2 separate regions of the Ovis aries genome follow, and region 2 is linked to region 1. Evidence: chromatin contacts called from public Hi-C data. All regions are on one chromosome and are shown on one strand. The core of a region is the stretch at or near the end of the contact, and the rest is flanking DNA. Distances in the headings are between cores, read along the strand shown.

Region 1 (4,267 bases), core at 1,096-3,595:
TACTGTATTTATAACAAATCTAAAATACTTTCACCATTTTAGGAGTTAGACAGCTTCTATCTACTTGGAAATCTGCCAATCTGTAACACTGTTACTATGGAAAGCTATTCCTCAAACCATCATGTTGTAACGTTCTGCAACAATCCATCAGAAATTTGGGTTTTCCTGTTAATGGTTCCTCTCTACTTCATTGCTGCTACTGCTAAGTCGCTTCAGTCCTGTCCAACTTTGTGCGACCACATAGATGGCAGCCCACCAGGCTCCTCTGTACACAGGATTCTCCAGGCAAGAACACTGGAGTGGGTTGCCATTTCCTTCTCCAGTGCATGAAAGTGAAAAGTGAAAGTGAAGTTGCTCAGTCATGTCCGACTCTGTGCGACCCCATGGACTGTAGCCTACCAGGCTCCTCCGCCCATGGGATTTTCCAGGTGAGAGTACTGGAGTGGGGTGCCATTGCCTTCTCCGCTCTACTTCATTAGCCTTGACCAAATAAGGATGGAAAAGAATATGGAGAAAAGTTTAAAGAAAACGGGAATTTTAGTATCAGCTGCCTTATGACCACATGCCTGTGTGCTCAGGTGCTCAGTTGCTCAGTCGTGTCCGACTCCTTGTGATTCCATAGACTGTAGTTCACCAGGCTCCTCTGTCCATGGGATTCTCCAGGTAAGAACACTGGAGTGGGTTGCCATTTCCTGCTCCAGGGCATCCTCCAACCCAAAGACAGTAACCACAAAACTATGCAAATTGAGTCTTCTCTCCTATAAAATACACCTCCACCCTAGGCTCAAGTAGGAAACGTGTAAACATTTTGTAAATTACAGGTATCAAAAATGATCACAAGTATTAACAACATAACTTATATTCTAGATGCTGTGACTAATACACTATGCCATGTAATTCTTACAGCCCTACTTTACATATGATAAAAACCAAGGCTCAGCAAGTTTGGAAACTCGTCCAGGATCACATAGTTAAGAGCTAAAGAATCCAGATTCGAACTGAGACCCAAAGTCTCTAGAGTTGGCATTCCTAATTGGTGGACGGTAAGGCAAGGCCGTGGAGAAGGCAATGGCACCCCACTCCAGTACTCTTGCCTGGAAAATCCCATGGACGGAGGAGCCTGGTAGGCTACAGTCCATGGGGTCGCTAGGAGTTGGACATGACTGAGCGACTTCACTTTCACTTTTCACTTTCATGCACTGGAGAAGGAAATGGCAACCCACTCCAGTGTTCTTGCCTGGAGAATCCCAGAGACAGAGGAGCCTGATGGGCTGCCGTCTCTGGGGTCGCACAGAGTCGTACACGACTGAAGCGACTTAGCAGCAGCAGCAGCAGCAGCAGCAGCAGCAGCAGCAGCAAGGCAAGGACAACTTCACAAAAAAAAAAAAAAAAGGTACTATTCCCCTTGGGGCTCTCAGATCAGTGAGGGATGACAGCAACTCAACCAACCTCGCTGCTTCACATCATAGCTAACCTCCACAGTGAAACATACAGGTGCCAAAAAAAAAAAAAAGTGAGACTAAGGGAGACCTGGGTCTTTCCCATCTTAGCTGGCCACGTCAAGGTCCTAAGTCGCTTCGCCCTCTGGATTTGCTCAATTTGGGGAGAAGAAGGGGTTACTTTGGAACAAACGAGGTCCTTGATCGTGGATCACATTCAAGGTGCAAACTCGCGAGTATAAATTCAGGCTGCTGAGAGAGCCTTCATCAGAGCCCCGCCCCATAAAAGAACAGCTGGACCAAGCATCGCCGAGTCCCGCCTGCCTCTCCAATCGCCAGCGGCCCTAGCCGGAAAAGCCTTGTTACGCCCACCCGGAGGGCGGGCTGACCCGGGAACTCGGTTCACCACAGTTGAATCCGGAACGCCGGCGGGGGCCGGGCTAACGGCTGCGGGCCCAGGCAGGTGACGGCGGCCCCCGCTCAGGGTGACCCGGCGCGGCCCCGCCTGCCGCCCTGCGTCCCTGCGCTCCGTGACTGCGGACTTGGCTCCCTTCGCAGGCGGCTCCCGCGGCTCGGCGCGGGGCCCCGCGTGCGGGAACGTGGCCTGGACCGCGCGGCGACCGCGCTGTGCCCGCCGGACGCAGGGATGGAGGCCACGCTCCCATCCCCAACCTCCGGTGCGACGCGCGGCGGGCCTCCCGCGAGCTACTTACTGAAAAAGAGGCGGTAATCGGGAGAGTGGGGCTGGCCGCGCTCCTCCGTGCGGTACAGGGCCATGGTCCGACGCGGCCCGGGCCCTGCGCTCGCTCCCCGCGGCAGGCGGGCGGCGGCAGCGGCGGCGGCGCCCACGGGCCAGGCCCAGCTGGTGCGCAGCAGCGGCAGCAGCGCGCGCATGGCGTAGACACTGGTCCGGCTTCGCGCGGGTGGTGCCGGGGGACTCGCCCGGCCGCGCGCCGGCGCCCCCTACCGCCCGGAGTGGGCACTCCCAGGCGGAGGTTTGGAACCCCGCCCCCGCCACGCTGGCGGTGGAGACTGCTCCTTGAAATTAGAGCGCCTGGCAAACTGGCAGGATTGCACAAGGGTACCCGCAGCGAGATCGAGGTTCAAGGCCCACCACCCTTGAGGAGCTCACTGCCACTTATTAATGTATACATGCATTCACTCTTTTACTCACTCATCCAGACAGCATTTACTGTATTTATCATGCATGTGCGCCAAGTCACTTCAGTTCAGTTCAGTCACTTCAATCCTGTCCAACTTTTTGCGACCCCATGGACTGTAGCCCATCAGGCTACTCTGTCCATGGGATTTTCCAGGCAAGAGTATTGGAGTGGGTTCCCGTTTCCTTCTCCAGGGGATCTTCCCGACAAGGATCGAACCTATGTCTCTTATATCTCCTATATTGGTAGGCAGGTTCTTTACCACTAGTGACCACCCAGCCATAGTGACTTAATATTGACTAATTGCTCTGTCCCAAGCACCCTCTATATCCTGTCCAATGTTGGAGACAGGCATGCACGCACATGAAAACATCACTGTGAGACATAATCAGGCCTCCTTATGAAGACTTGACATAACTTCAGTTCAGTTGCTCAGTCTCGTCTGACTCTTTGCAACCCCATGAATCACAGCACGCCAGGCCTCCATGTCCATCACCAACTCCCGGAGTTCACTCAGATTCACATCCATCGAGTCCGTGATGCCATCCAGCCATCTCATCCTCTGTCGTCCCCTTCTCCTCCTGCCCTCAATCCCTCCCAGCATCAGAGTCTTTTCCAATGAGTCAACTCTTCGCATGAGGTGGCAAAAGTACTGGAGTTTCAGCTTTAGCATCAGTCCTTCCAAAGAAATCCCAGGGCTGATCTCTTTTAGAATGGACTGGTTGGATCTCCTTGCAGTCCAAGGGACTCTCAAGAGTCTTCTCCAACACCACAGTTCAAAAGCATCAATTCTTCGGTGCTCAGCTTTCTTCACAGTCCAACTCTCACATCCATACATGACCACTGGAAAAACCATATCCTTGACTAGGACCTTTGTTGGCAAAGTAATGTATCTGCTTTTGACTATAACTTAATTTCATGGCTGCAGTCACCATCTGCAGTGATTTTGGAGCCCCCCAAAATCAAGTCTGACACTGTTTCCACTGTTTCCCCATCTATTTCCCATGAAGTGATGGGACCAGATGCCATGATCTTCATTTTCTGAATGTTGAGCTTTAAGCCAACTGTTTCACTCTCCACTTTCACTTTCATCAAGAGGCTTTTTAATTCCTCTTCACTTTCTGCCATAAGGGTGGTGTCATCTGCATATCTGAGGTTATTGATATTTCTCCCAGCAATGTGCTTCTTCCAGCCCAGTGTTTCTCATGATGTACACTGCATAGAAGTTAAATAAGCAGGGTGACAATATACAGCCTTGACGTACTCCTTTTCCTATTTGGAACCAGTCTGTTGTTCCATGTCTAGTTCTAACGGGAGTAGCCATGAAGAGATATCCCACGTCCAAGGTAAGAGAAACCCAAGTAAGACTGTAGGTGTTGCAAGAGGGCATTAGAGGGCAGACACACTGAAACCATAATCACAGAAAACTAGTCAATCTAATCACACTAGGACCACAGCCTTGTCTAACTCAATGAAACTAAGCCATGCCCATGAGGCCACCCAAGACAGGCGGGTCATGGTGGAGAGGGCTGACAGAATGTGGTCCACTGGAGAAGGGAATGGCAAACCACTTCAGTATTCTTGCCTTGAGAACCCCATGAACAGTATGACATAACTTACAGAGCCCCAAACAGTAACTTCCTCAGATGCCTTCTCCATGAAGCCCTG
Region 2 (4,464 bases), core at 1,536-4,035, 320 kb before region 1:
CAGCAAATTATCTTTTAAAAACATATTATCCACACCTATAAGAGGAGGAATCTCAAGAATGCACACAATTAATAAAAGCTGGCTCTAAATTACTCCTACAAATGTGCACTAATATTTAGTAAACAGCTGATTATGTGCACTATAGCTTTTCTTTCCCAGAAATAGAGGTTAAGAAAGAAGGTGGGTTTTTTTTTTATCAACAATACAAAATTTTACTAAAATATTTTATACCTGTAGACTTAGAATTTTACTTCCTTTTGCTGTTGAAAAGTCACAATAGCCAAGAGGAGTAAGGAATTTTCTTTCAAATTAACAAAATGTCATGGTGGTTAAGGGTGGGGTGGAGTGCAGAGAAGTTGGCAAGAAAAGGTTCAGGGCCTGTCGCAAAACCAACTGCAAGTCAAGTGTGATTCCAGACAGACAAGAACCACCTGTTACAACACACAGAGAGGGAGGTGTTTAAAAGATAAATGAGAAGGAGGTGACCCTACAGATCATTTCCCCAATTATCATATACATAAGTAAGGGAGCATTCAGGTAGTCATATCAAAGTCATGTCAGTACAATATTTGCCGCATGTTATTCAATGTAGGAAGACATATATTTACGTATATACTTCTAGTCAAGCAAGAAAAACTCCTGGAAGTAGAGAGTTTATGATTGGTAATAGTATTAATAATAACTACCTGGGCACTTGGTGTCATATTCAATTCTCACAACACACTGTTTTAACATGAGCTTCCCTAGTGGCTCAGACAGTAAAGAATCTGCCTGCAACACAGGAGACCCAGGAAAGATCCCCTGGAGCAAGGAAAGGCAACCAGGACTCTTACCTGGAGAATTCCATGGACAGAAGAGCGTGGCAGGCTACAGTCTATGGAATCACCAAGAGTAGCGCACCACTGAAAGACTACCACTTCATACTTGACAGAGGAGGATACACAAAAAGTACTATACTCAAGGTCACACATTTAGTAAGGGGTGGAGTCAGGATCCATCTAGGTCTGTCTGACTCCAAAGCCCATGTTTTCCACAATTCTGCTGTTTTGTGCTGGACACAAAGGTAGGTCACAGTCTTCAGGAAACTTTACTTTTGGGACTTGAAAAACAAATTACAAGGCACCTCTTAAACAGCTTACAGCTCATTAGCAATTACCAAGACTTCAAAGACACATTCGTGTGCAGTTAAAAAAGATGGAAATTCATTTTACATGAATGCTTAGGGAAACGAATGATCTTGCTTAGACAAGTTCGAAACCAGAAGTCGAAGTCAACTTTGTCTCAAAGTGGAATAAACAATGTTTCATTGGAACACACTTTAAACGCTCTTCTTCGCAACAATGTAACACACAAAGAGTTCCCTTTTAAACGCCTTTTCAAAGAGGAAATATTCCGATCTCATAAAATTAGGTAAAGCCTTCACTTCTAAAGAAATTACAGACAAAAAATGTGAGCTATACAAAATATCTTGTGTTGACTTAAGAATAGCCTGGTCACAATGTAGCGATCCGATCACAATGTAGCGATCCCAAAACGGATGTGCCCCCAAAAATCTATCTAAAATTTGAATGCCAGTAACGTGAGAACGTCTAATAGAGGGCGAATCTCAAAAACTATCAATCTGATATAACGATTCACATGGGCTTTGTTCTTTATCTCATCTTCAACATGATTATTCTTTTCAAAAAAGCATTAAAAGTCTACTCGGCAACAGAAAAGAAAAACTGTCCACGGATGCGAATGATTATAGAATCCCGAACGTCAGGGAAAATCGAGAGTCCGTCATTCGAGTTTAGTTCTTTACAGGTTGATTTCTTCATCACTTAATTATAAGGCTGGGCATTTTTGCAAAATAGAGGCTCTTACGCAAGTAAACGTAACCATTTGAAATTGCAGGTTTATTTCTTACGACCGAATTTAGGGAGAAGAGTCACTGTTGAGAAAGTCCTCTCGGATCTGCGTGAATCCTTCTCTCAGCCCACGTGGCCAAAGTAAACAGAAGGTGGGCTGGGGCGGTGAGAAGCGGGCCTCGCTCAATTTCCTAATTTGTCGAGTCTTTCAGACTACAGGCCCCTAAAGCACTAAGGGCATGCCCTCTGAGAAACTGGGGGGTGCTTCTGCAGAGCGAGATGAAAACGACCGTGTGGAGGGGATGCCAAAGCGGGGGGCGAGGCGGGGCGAGTGGACCTACCAGAGGTTGGGGTGCGGGCCTGAGCGGGCGAAGGTGGGTGCGCTCCGGGGCGTGCGCGGGGGTACCTGCCAGGAGGTGGGAGTCGGGGCGGATGCGCGGACACTGGGGACTGGGGAGGTGCGCATCTACCCTAAGGTCGCGGTGGGTACGATACCAAAAAAAGTTTAAAAGGTTCAGCTGGGGTCTCGCATCCTCCTGCCAGGGACGCACCCCACCTCCCCCGTGGTTCCAGTCCCACGCCTCCAGCTGGGTGGCGACCCCGTGCAAGGGCCCCGGGGTCCGGACCTTCCCCCGCGCTCCCCCGGGCGCACTGCTCCCCTGCCTGGCTCCGCAGTCCCAGCCTCGAGCGCGCGCCCCTGCGCTCGGGCCCAGGTGCCGCCGGCTTCCGCGCTGGGAGCCCCGGGGCGGGGAGCCAATTCCCGGGGAGTCCGGGCCGAGAGCCCCGGGGCGGCGGTGGAGGCCCGGGCGCAGAAGGCGGTGTCCGGGGCGGAGGGGAAGGAGGAGGAGGAGGAGGAAGCGGGGCGGAGGAGGCGGAGAAGCGGGAGGAGGCGGAGGCGGAGAGCGGCGGCGGCGGCCTCGGCCAGAGCTCGGGCGGCCCCGCCGCCTCCTCCTCGCGAGCGCCGCGCGCCCAGGCCCGGCTCGCATGCGAGTCACGTCCGCCCCCTCGCCGCGGCCGCCCCGAGACGCCAGCCCCGCCGGGTGATGAGAACAGACGTCAAACTGCCTTATGAATATTGATGCGGAGGCTAGGCTGCTTTCGTAGAGAAGCAGAAGGAAGCAAGATGGCTGCCCTTTAGGATTTGTTAGAAAGGAGACCCGACTGCAAACTGCTGGATCGCTGCAAGGCTGAGGGACGAGACCGAGGTCAGAGCGCTTCTCTTACGCCGCGAAACTCTCCCCTTCCTCTCCCCTTCGCTTTCTCTCGGGCTCGCAGGGGCTGGGGCGCAAAGCCTGCAGTGTCACCCGCGAAGAACCGAGAGGGAAGAAGGGAAGCTTCACAAATTACTGGAGCCTCTTCAACATGGCTGACAAATATAGTTTTAATTCCCCCCACCCCCCTTTTAAACCTGTAGTTGTGTGTGCTCTCTCTCCTGTTAGTTAATGCTCGTGCCCTCCTCACCCAGAAAACTTAGCTTTGTGAGTCCGGCCGGCCGCTTTCCCGGCCTTTTAGCCTCCGGAAAGTGATTTTTCTCTGCTTTCCTTTCTAAACTAGTGCAGCTGTCGGGGGGCACGACTTTTTCCTTGACTCTTCCCCCACCCCCCTCCCTCGGTGGAAGGCAGACGAGCCCCGGGTTTATCCTCACCCACCCCTGGGGAGCACACGGACCGAGTGGGTTTCGACCCTTTTCTGCGCTGGGGGTCTGGATCTGAGTGTGCGTTTGCGTCCGCCCCCTTCTGCCTGCCCCGTGTCCCCTTTTCGGGGGGCCGCGCTCAGCGAGTGTCACAGCGAGTGGAACAGGAGTCTACTCGGTCGGGGGTTGTTGTGTTTTTTGTTTTTTCTTTCCCCGCTGAAGTACGCGTGTTTTGTTAGCGCTGCGGAGCCGAGAGAGGAAAAGAATAGTTTCTCGGCTTCCCCACACAAGACCCGAACCCCACTTTTCTCAAGGTGCATCAGCTCTGCGATGGGCTGTCCCTTCCAGCGTGGGGGAACGTGTGTGAGAGCATTTGTGGGCAAATCTGTGTCCTGGCTTTGTGCTTCTCCCAAATCAGCTTCGTCGGGTTCGCCGGTAAGTGACAGGCAGACACAAAGGCAGGCGCAGGCCGGGGGAGGGGGCAGACGGGCGGGCGCGGGGACGGGGGGAGAGTGGAGAGTTGGAAGACGGCAAGGTCAGGGGCGCAGAAAGAAATGAAACCCAATCCCAGTGAAGAAACGGAGAAGCAGAGAGCAGATTTCTAGCAGTCTCGTGCAAATTTGTCTTTTTCGCAGTTCTCTGGTCTTTTTTCTGCCTTTCTCTGTGTTTCCCTTTTCTCCTCCCGTTCTTCTTTTTCTCCTTCTTCCTTCACTCATACATGACTCTTGATGAATCTTTTTCATGGAGGCCGCTTTTCTAGTGATACTAGGCTAAGTTTCTATGGAGAGTTTTCTATCTGTGGCAAAATAAAGTGTGGGCTGGATAGACTGCTGGGAAGGTCGAGTGCGAAATATAAGTGAAATTTACAGGCTGTTGCCCTCATGACATACTTTTAATGGTATTGAGTGAGTTTTTCTCCTCCTCCTTGTACTGTTTAGGAATTGAAAAGGGGTCATTTTCCAGTCGTTTAAAATTTAGTTA

What was found. Hi-C and Micro-C count contacts between places; a contact is called where the count stands out from the background.
Region 2: a Hi-C map of liver shows a contact between it and region 1, with 4 times the contacts expected there. The contact joins the promoter of TET2 here to the promoter of PPA2 in region 1. A contact is called at or near these places in 2 of 16 Hi-C or Micro-C datasets (hypothalamus and liver).

What each region holds. Positions count from the first base shown.
Region 1 is chr6:20,090,323-20,094,589 of ARS-UI_Ramb_v3.0, reverse strand. PPA2 (inorganic pyrophosphatase 2) reads right to left here and starts at 2,345. Exons shown (of 11, transcript XM_060417551.1): 1 at 2,153-2,345. The coding sequence starts at 2,333.
Region 2 is chr6:20,413,309-20,417,772 of ARS-UI_Ramb_v3.0, reverse strand. TET2 (tet methylcytosine dioxygenase 2) reads left to right here and starts at 2,785. Exons shown (of 10, transcript XM_060417553.1): 1 at 2,785-3,055.